3 separate regions of the Sus scrofa genome follow, and all the other regions are linked to region 3. A link is a contact called in public Hi-C data. All regions are on one chromosome and are shown on one strand. Each heading gives the region's core, a stretch centred on a gene start, on an enhancer-like site or on the middle of the called end of the contact. The rest is flanking DNA. Distances are from core to core; before and after follow the strand shown.

The links. Hi-C and Micro-C count contacts between places; a contact is called where the count stands out from the background.
Region 1: a contact with region 3 is called in a Hi-C map of skeletal muscle, with 4 times the contacts expected there. The contact joins the promoter of ZBTB7A here to the promoter of MFSD12 in region 3. A contact is called at or near these places in 1 of 47 Hi-C or Micro-C datasets (skeletal muscle) and 1 of 2 datasets of contacts at active chromatin or transcription factors (alveolar macrophages).
Region 2: a contact with region 3 is called in a Hi-C map of liver, with 2.7 times the contacts expected there. The contact joins the promoter of EEF2 here to the promoter of MFSD12 in region 3. A contact is called at or near these places in 1 of 47 Hi-C or Micro-C datasets (liver) and 1 of 2 datasets of contacts at active chromatin or transcription factors (alveolar macrophages).

What each region holds. Positions count from the first base shown.
Region 1 is chr2:74,676,889-74,679,588 of Sscrofa11.1, reverse strand. It overlaps ZBTB7A (zinc finger and BTB domain-containing protein 7A), which reads right to left and starts at 1,296. Exons shown (of 3, transcript XM_003354008.4): 1 at 877-1,296. LOC110259362 (vegetative cell wall protein gp1-like) reads right to left here. Exons shown (of 2, transcript XM_021084088.1): 1 at 1,336-2,700; 2 at 947-1,038. The coding sequence starts at 2,222. The coding sequence ends at 966. LOC110259661 (basic proline-rich protein-like) reads left to right here. Exons shown (of 4, transcript XM_021085143.1): 3 at 37-276; 4 at 383-452. The coding sequence ends at 452.
Region 2 is chr2:74,745,095-74,747,794 of Sscrofa11.1, reverse strand. EEF2 (elongation factor 2) reads right to left here and starts at 1,254. Exons shown (of 15, transcript XM_003354002.5): 1 at 1,104-1,254; 2 at 1-81. The coding sequence starts at 1,106.
Region 3 is chr2:75,097,141-75,099,840 of Sscrofa11.1, reverse strand. It overlaps MFSD12 (major facilitator superfamily domain-containing protein 12), which reads right to left and starts at 1,310. Exons shown (of 10, transcript XM_021084115.1): 1 at 1,162-1,310. The coding sequence starts at 1,285. HMG20B (SWI/SNF-related matrix-associated actin-dependent regulator of chromatin subfamily E member 1-related) reads left to right here and starts at 1,275. Exons shown (of 10, transcript XM_021084120.1): 1 at 1,275-1,385; 2 at 1,652-1,707; 3 at 2,160-2,268. The coding sequence starts at 1,284.

The DNA.
Region 1 (2,700 bases), core at 47-2,546, 420 kb after region 3:
CGGGGCGGGGAGGGGGACGGCCCGCGGGCCGCGCAGCCGGAAGCCGGGGACCGCCACCGGCCCCCGGCAAGGGGAGCCCGGCTCCAGGCCCCGCCTCCGGGCCGGCAGGCCCCGCCTCCGGGCCGCGCCGCGCGATCAGCCCGCGCTCATTGGCTCGCTAGCCCGCCACTCACCGCCCCTCCTCCGCACCGCCCCTACCCGCGGGCCGCGGCGGGACGGCGGCGCGGCGCACCCTGGGACTTGTAGTCCGAGCAGCCTGCCACCTGCCAGCTGCAAGCGCGGGGGGACTACGACGCCCAGAGGCCCCAGCGGCCGCGCCCGCCCACCCGGACACCCCACCCCTTCCCCCTCCTTTGCAAAGCCCCCCTCCCTGTTTTTTCAGCCCCCTCCCCCCCATCCCCCATGGAGCTCAATCCTGGCCAACTCCAACGTATGCACGCAGCACCGAATAGGCCCCCGGGGGGCGAGAGCGCCCCCAGTACCCAGCTGCAAACTTAGCACGCGACGCGCCCCCCTATCTCCCCACGCCGGCTCCCCCCACCCTCAATGCAGCCCCGCTTCCCCTCCCCCTCTCCTCGCGCTCCTGGGAGCCCCGAAAAAACCATGCACCAGGGGGGTCGGGGGGGGGCGGCCGGCGCACAAGCCTATGCACTTCGCCCCTAATACCCCTTCCCTGGCGGCGCCCCCTCCCCGCGCTCGGGATCCAGGGCGCCTCCAGCCTCCCGGCAGCTGCCAGCCACCCCCTCCTCTGAAACTTGCGGAACGTCCCTGGCTCCCGGGATCGCCCCTTCTGGCGAGGGCAAAGGTGGGCGCAGAGACCCCAGCCCTTCCCCACCCTGCACCCCATGCTGGGGGCCGCGCCGTGCGCTGACTTACCTCGCGGGGCCGGGCCGGGCCGGGGCGCGCGGGGCCGGGGCCCGGAGTTGGGACTGGGCTCCTCGGCCGCTCGCCTCTGGGGTCCGCGTCTAGCTCTCCCCTCGCTGGCTCTCCCCTCTTCGCTCCCTCGCTCCGGCGGCGGCGTCACTGCCCCTACAGTAACTGTACAGTACAGCCAAAGCCCCGTATGATGCTCGCGACTCCCTTCCTGGTTTCTCCGAGGGCAAGAGGGGTCCTCCCTTGTCTTAAAGGTGCCGCAGCCGCCGGCCCCCCCCACGCCCAGCCCGCCCCCCCACCCCGGCCTCAGAGGCCAGAACAGGCTCGGCAGGTCCCCTCTTGCCACGTCTCTGCCCTCCCGTGGGGCTTCGCCCGCTGCGCCGGAGAAACCGGGCTGTTATTAGGTTTTGTCAAGTTGAGGGGGGGTCCAGCCCGCCCCCGGCGCGCCCCCCCTCTTCTGACCTCTCCGCCCCGCTGCGCGGCGCCGTGCCAGCCTGCCAGCTTATCTGTCCCCAGAGCTCCCCGGGGCGCGGGGGGAGCGGGCCCCCCGGGTGGAGGGGGTGGGGGACTCCAGATAAACAGGCCCCCAGCCTCCACGCAGAGGCGGGTGCGGGGGGGGGCGCGGGCTTTGCCCCCGACGCCTGGGGCGTGGCAGGATGGCAGCGGGGGCGGGGAGGGCTATGCGCACTGCGAGGACCGACGCGGGCGTGGGTCGCGGCTGCCCGGGCTGCTGGGGGTGGGTGGGGGGCGAGGGGTGGAGACTGCGGGCCGGACGCCGGCCCTCCCCGGGCCTCAGTTTGTCCAGCTGCGGAAGGGACCTGGGGGCGGGCTTTGGGTTGACGGCTCGGGTCCGCTGGGCTCCCGGGTCTGTAAATGAAACAGCCAACCTGCCCGCCTGCGATTATGTAAAGGAGTCGCCTCTGCCCGCTGCGCCAGGGGCGTAGCGGGGGAAGGGGTTGGCTAGGGGCGGGCTGGGCTGTTGTTTTCCCGGCTTTCCGAGTTCCCCCACCCAACTGCGGGCCACTGGGCGGGACGGAGACCCGGCACCGGACGCTTAGGTCCCGCGGTTCGTTCCCGCAAGGGTCTGCATGGCTTGGGAGGGGCGAAGGTGGGGAGTGGGGAGGCGTTGGCTCAGCCCAACTTTTTTTCCCTGTCCATTTCTCCCACTTCCTCCCCGGTCGTGGGAGAGGTCCGGCGGGGGACGGGGGAGGGGGAAGAGGGGACGAGCAGTGAGAACTGCCTGACCCGCCCCGGCCAACTGCCCGCTGCACACAGTAGGCGCTGGGGGAGGGCTCTCTGGTGCAATCAGCCCCCTGGGGATCTCTGAGCCTCAGTTTCCCTGTCTGCATTCCCTCGGTCGGAGAAGGCTGGCACCTGCTTCGGCGTCGTTTGCTGAGCGCTTCTCGAGTGGCTGGCTCTGTCCGGGGTCCTGTTTACCTCCATTCTAACATCTAATGCCATTATCATGATCATTATTTATTGTTATTATCATTTTTACCACCATTACCTTACAGGCAGGAAACTTCCACTGCCGTGGGTGAAATGTACCCCGTCTGTCCTTCTGTGACTTCAAAGCTTTCCTGCACTTCATTGCCTCTTCACACACGTATTAAAAGTGCCTTTCAACTCCCAAACGGGTTGGATTGGCTTTTGTAATAGTAATTTGGCTTCAAGGGGAAACCCGGGAGGCCCCCAGAAGGGAAGTGACAGCCCCAGGACTTGCAGCCTGAAACCAACCCCCCAGGGTAGATGGAAAAGGACTGAGGGAGGGGCCACTTGGGTCCAGAGTGAGGGCGGAACCCAGGGACTTTGCTCTAACGACCCTGC
Region 2 (2,700 bases), core at 5-2,504, 350 kb after region 3:
CACGTGGGCAATGACGGACATGTTTCGGATATTAGCCTTCTTGTCCATGATGGCCCGGATCTGGTCTACTGTGAAGTTCACCTACGGGTGGGGGGAGGAGAGTCTCAGAGGTGCCCAGCTCTCAGGGAATGGGTTTTGGCACTAAGGCTTTGATCAATAGACACTGCTAGGCTAAGGTCAAAGGGGGTTGGTCCTGGAGCCACCCCAACTCCCACTCAAATCCCCCTCTTTGTTGACATTCTTTTAAAAATGCTTCTCACCACGTTCCCTGGTCCTCACAACTCAAGAATGACAGTCCAGAATGAAAACTGAGAAGTCCCAAAGTGCGACATCTTTCCTTTAAACTGAGTAAATACCGGGGTATCACGGAGACCATTTAAAGAATACTGGAGAGCTGAAGCTCCCCAAGTCACACTGTGTTGCCACTGTGTGTACCTCCAGGCTTCCCCCAACCAAAGAGCCTCTTAAACAACCAAGGTCACCCCTCGCTGCGGGGGTCAGGCAGAGCCACCCACGCCACCCTGGATTCCTTGAATGACACCCGCGGTCAGGTGGGGGGACCTGCGCAGTGCTAACCGGCGCGAGCCTCCACCGCGTGGCCCCGGAATCAGGTGTTCACAATTGGGAAATACAGTAAAGACAAGGGATCATGCCAAGGTTACAGAGCGTAAGATGGGGCGCTACCAAGGGTCTTACTCTCCTTTCCTTTTGCCATTTCCTTGCCGCCCACGACTTCCGACAGAAAATCGAACTCAAACTCCTGGCCCGCGGGTTACATAAGGCGGCTCCCCTCTCCCTGCTCGCACAGCGGCGCCCGCCATTACAGCGTCTGCCACATCATCATACCCCACCGCCCCGCCTCCGCCCCAGCCTCGGCAGGACCGGGGACCCCGCGGGGCGGCGGCGCCCCCGGAAGCGAAGTTCGGTGAGAAGTGCAGCGCGTAGACATGGCGGCAACCGCTTTCTCAGCCCCAGGCCCTCCAGCCCCGCAGCCGCCATGTCTACTCCCGGTCCCGGAGGCCACAGCACTCCAGGCTTGGCAGCGCCGGTCCTGCAGAGGCCCCGCCGCTGCTCCAGGCCGCCCTCTGGACAGCACTGCTCACCATGGTGACGGATGGCGGTGGATTCTACCGGGCAGATCCGAGTAAGGTTAGTCGCGCCGAGGATGGCGGCGACGACGGCGGAAGAGAACGCTGACGTCAACACCCGAGCTTTTATAGGCCGACGCCGGTTGGGCGGGTCATCTGATCGCGCTTCGGGGGCGGGGTGAAGCATCGCTGCGCGCAGGCGCACTGACGCCCTCCCCCCGGGTAACCCCTTAGGCGTCTGCAAGGCTGCTGGAAAGTAGGGGGTCTACATTCAGCACTTAAGATTTTCCCTGGGGCGTGTTTGGCCCCGAGGTGGGTGCACGCCTCAGGTATGCAATACTCCGGTGCAGAAAGGGAAGAGCTCAGCCTTAGCTGAGAATATTACTCCAATCCTAGCACGATATCAATTTGTAAAATGCCAAACATTTGTATTAAAACACATTACAATATGAACAGGGTCTGTGGAATGTGCCAAGGTTAATTTCCTGGATTTGATAGTGTGATGTAAATTGACAGTAATGGGGGAAGCTGGGGGAAAGGGTACTAGGGACCTCTCTGTACTATTTTTGCAACTACGTCTATAATTATTTCATTAAAATAAGATTTTTAAAAAGCAGGTAATTTTTTAAGCACTCATTTATTCCAAAGAGACGGGTTGAGCGTCTCCTATAACAGGCATGGCTGTAGGTGTTGCGGATATAACAGTGAACAAAATACCTACTGTCCCACCGCTGTAAGTGTTCTTACAGTAGATACTCGGATTTTCTGTTCGGTTTTCTTGTCTGTAAAATGGGAGTAATCTGTACTGCCTCACCGGGGAACAGTAAAACTACCGCCATACCTGACACAGTTCTCAATACACGTCAGCTCTTTTTAATTAACTATCATTACTATCAATGAGCACTTATTTCAGGAACTGGTTTGCTGTGTCGCGGGCACAGGGGCTGAACGCTTCTTCACATGCATAATCCCATTTTCTATTTCATTTTCCTTCCAGGGGGAGGCGCAGGAAGACTACTTTGCATTTGTGTCCTAATATGACCCTAAGAAACAATTGTATTTCAGATCTCTGACTGGATGGAATGAGCTGGCTTTCAATTCAGTATCTTTATCCTTGATAAAGAGCCCAACTCAATGCCTGGTACACAGTAGGCGCTCATAAGTATTTCTTGCACCAATTAGTGATATTAGCACAAATTAACCCACTTCTTTCCTTAAACTCATTCTGCCAAAAGAAGGGGGACTGAAGTGCTTTCCCTATGCTAGGAGAAGGGATGATGTACACATGTAAAAAGCCTTGCAAGCTCAGGTCTGGACTTAAGCCCCTCTCGGCGTTCCCGCTGTGGCGCAGTGCGGCCTCGTTAAGAATCCACCGTCAGGGCAGGTGTGGTTTAGGTCCGGAGCTCTGGCTGGGATTTGATTCCTGGTCCAGGAAGTTCCATATCCTCTGGGTGCGGCCATTACAAAAAAAGAAAAAAAAAAAATAAAGCCCCTCTCCCCACCAAGACTATGCGCATTTCGCTTTGTAAAGCACGTCACACACAGCCTTAATTTCATTTAATCAAAGATTGCCAGCACCGTTCCGTGTTTAACCCAGGGGGAAACAAAGGCA
Region 3 (2,700 bases), core at 61-2,560:
TAGGTATGTTTTTAATTCTCCTGGGTATATCCCTAGGAGTGCAATTGATGGATGGCATGGTAACTCCATGTTTTCTTTTGCTTTTTTTTTCCAGCTGCCAGATTGTTTTTCAAAGCAGCTGCTCTTGCTTGTTAGAAATTTACATGATTCATTCAATTGTTTATTCAATGACTATGTATTAGAGCACCTGTGGGCACTGTTCTGGGTGCTAGGAATACAGCAACGAGCAAACAGGCAGCTCATATGGAGAAAAGATAAGACTGGTGTATGGGGTGGGGTACAAGCCTTGGAAAATATCACTGAAAAGAGGGACATTTAATCTCGGGGAGGGACACTCCAGGTAGAAGGAAGAGCGAGTGCAAAAGTCCAGAGGAGGGAATGAATGAAACGGATGTACGTGAAGAACAACGAGGTCGCTGGTGTGGAGAAAGTGAGGGGAAAAGTGAAGGGAGGTGAGAGCAGGGAGGTGATCTGGACAGATTGTTTAGACTCTAATGAACCATCACGAACACCCAGTGGCCACAACTACCATTCTGGGCGCAGAGGCAACCCCGGTCCATGCTGTGAGAAGATCGGGCTGCTGCCTGGGGTTCCTCAAGATTCCGGGGCAGAGTCTCCTAGCCCTCCACCTTCATGAGGTCCTTGCAGCCTTCCTGTCCCCACCACCTTTCCCCAAATGCTTCCAGCCCAGCTCCCAGTCTCAACCTCGCAGCCTTCTGGTCCTGGACACTACAAAACCCCTATTGCATAAAAGGAAAAGCTGAGGCCCCTGCATCCAGAGGCCTCCGGCTCAGAGCAAGGCAGGACACGACCGCGGCTCCAAGTCCAGTCAATAAATGGGAAACTTCCCCGCCAGGTTTGCTAAGAACATATCCCACTTTGCCGTGGGGAAAGGAGCTGCTCCCAAAGATCAACCCCTTCCCTAGCAACCTGCCGCCAGCCCCATGGCAACTAGGGCCGAGCCCGACACAGCCCACTGGTCCCGGGATCCCGCAGGGGCGTGGAGTCTCCCCTTTACGTACGAAGGAAAAATTCTTGCCGCATCTACTGGCCCTTTAAGAGGCTCCGCCCCGGCGGTGCCTCAAAGCATCCTGATTGGTCCCGAGAGCGGGCCGAGCACAGCCGAACTTGACGCACCCGCCCGCAGCCTTTCCCACTAACCTCCCACGCGGCTCAGCGTCTGCCCCAGCCAATCACCAACGGGCGCGCCGACCTTCATCTGCATGGCCACGCCCCATGGGTAGGGCACACCCAATCCGACCGCTCGCCGAGCCTTTATTAGCATGCCGGGGGCGGGGTGGGGCGGAGCAGGCGGCAGGGGCGGGCTTGGAGCGGTTGGTTGGAGCGTCGCAGCAGCCGAGAGGTCCGGGAAAGTTTCTTTCGAGGTGAAAACAGCCGCAGAAGTCGGGGCCCTGCGAGAGAGCGGGGGGCGTGGGGGTCCCAGGATCAGGGCGGGGCCCCTCCCGAGCCGGGGGTTGCGGACCTGGGTCTCCTGGGGGGCGATCGTCCAACAAAGGATCCCTGGGGCGCCCGCCCTCGAGGGCCTCCCTGTCCCCGGATCCTGCCCCCCCCGGCATTCCGGGGCTCCACAGCCAGACCCCGCCGTCAGCTGCTCGAGAGACCCTCACTCGGCCACGATTGTGCTTTCCAGGTGCGGCCGGGAGCGGCCATGTCCCACGGCCCCAAGCAGCCCGGCGCGGCTGCCGCGTGAGTGCGACATCCCCTCCCCCAGCCCACTCTGGGCTACAGCCTGGGCGCCCCCCAGGTCGCGTAGGAGCTCTTCGACCCCTGCCCCCCACGGTCTTGACTCCCCCAACCTGGAGCAGGCCCTCCCCCTCGGGCCCTCACCAGCTTTTCCCAATTCCTGGGCTCTAGCCTTTAAGGGGTCCCCATCCTCGGATCCTGACCCCCTCAGACCTCTGTTTCCAGAATTCAGGCCCTTAGCTGCCAGTGATACCGTCGGAGGTGGGGGGTAGTGAGGATGATCCCTAGGTTCCAGACTCTCCCAGGTCCCTGTGGCTCCGGTAGTGCCCCTGCTGTCTCAGCCCCCCACCCCCAATCCTGATTACCTCAAACCCCTCTAAGGACTCAGCCCTCGAGCTGCCAGCTCCGCCTTCGGGTTTGGAGAGTGGGGTGACCCTGGCTTCCCGTGTCTCCAGGTCGGCGAGCGGTAAGACTCCAGGACAGCACGGGGGATTCGTGGTTGCTGTCAAGCAAGAGCGCATCGAGGGCCCGCGGGCAGGAGAGAAGGGGTCCCACGAGGAGGAGGTGAGTCCCTGCACTTTGGGGGCGGCGACCCTTAGCCTTGAAGCTCCGCCCCGAGTTCAATATGAATTCGCTGTGGCTCCGCCCACCGACCAGAGTTCCCTCAAGATGCTGAGACCCCGCCCAAGTGCCAAATACCACGCCACCAGAAGCTCCCCTGCCACTCTAAGCTCAGGCCCCGCCCATCGCCGAATGCCAGCTTCGCCCACTGCCAGAAGATCGCCTCCAGTACAGAAACCACGCCCACGCCCAGAGCCCACGCCCACACCACAAGCCTGCCGCATCCATGGGCTGATCCTCTGACCCCAGTCCCTTTGATCCCTTCACCCCTGGCCAGGGTTTTCCTCACCTCACTCTTCCAATCCTGAACTCTGTCCAGGCCATACCTCCAGGCCTCTGGGTCCCACCTCCTGGCTAGGACCCATCCAGGGCCAT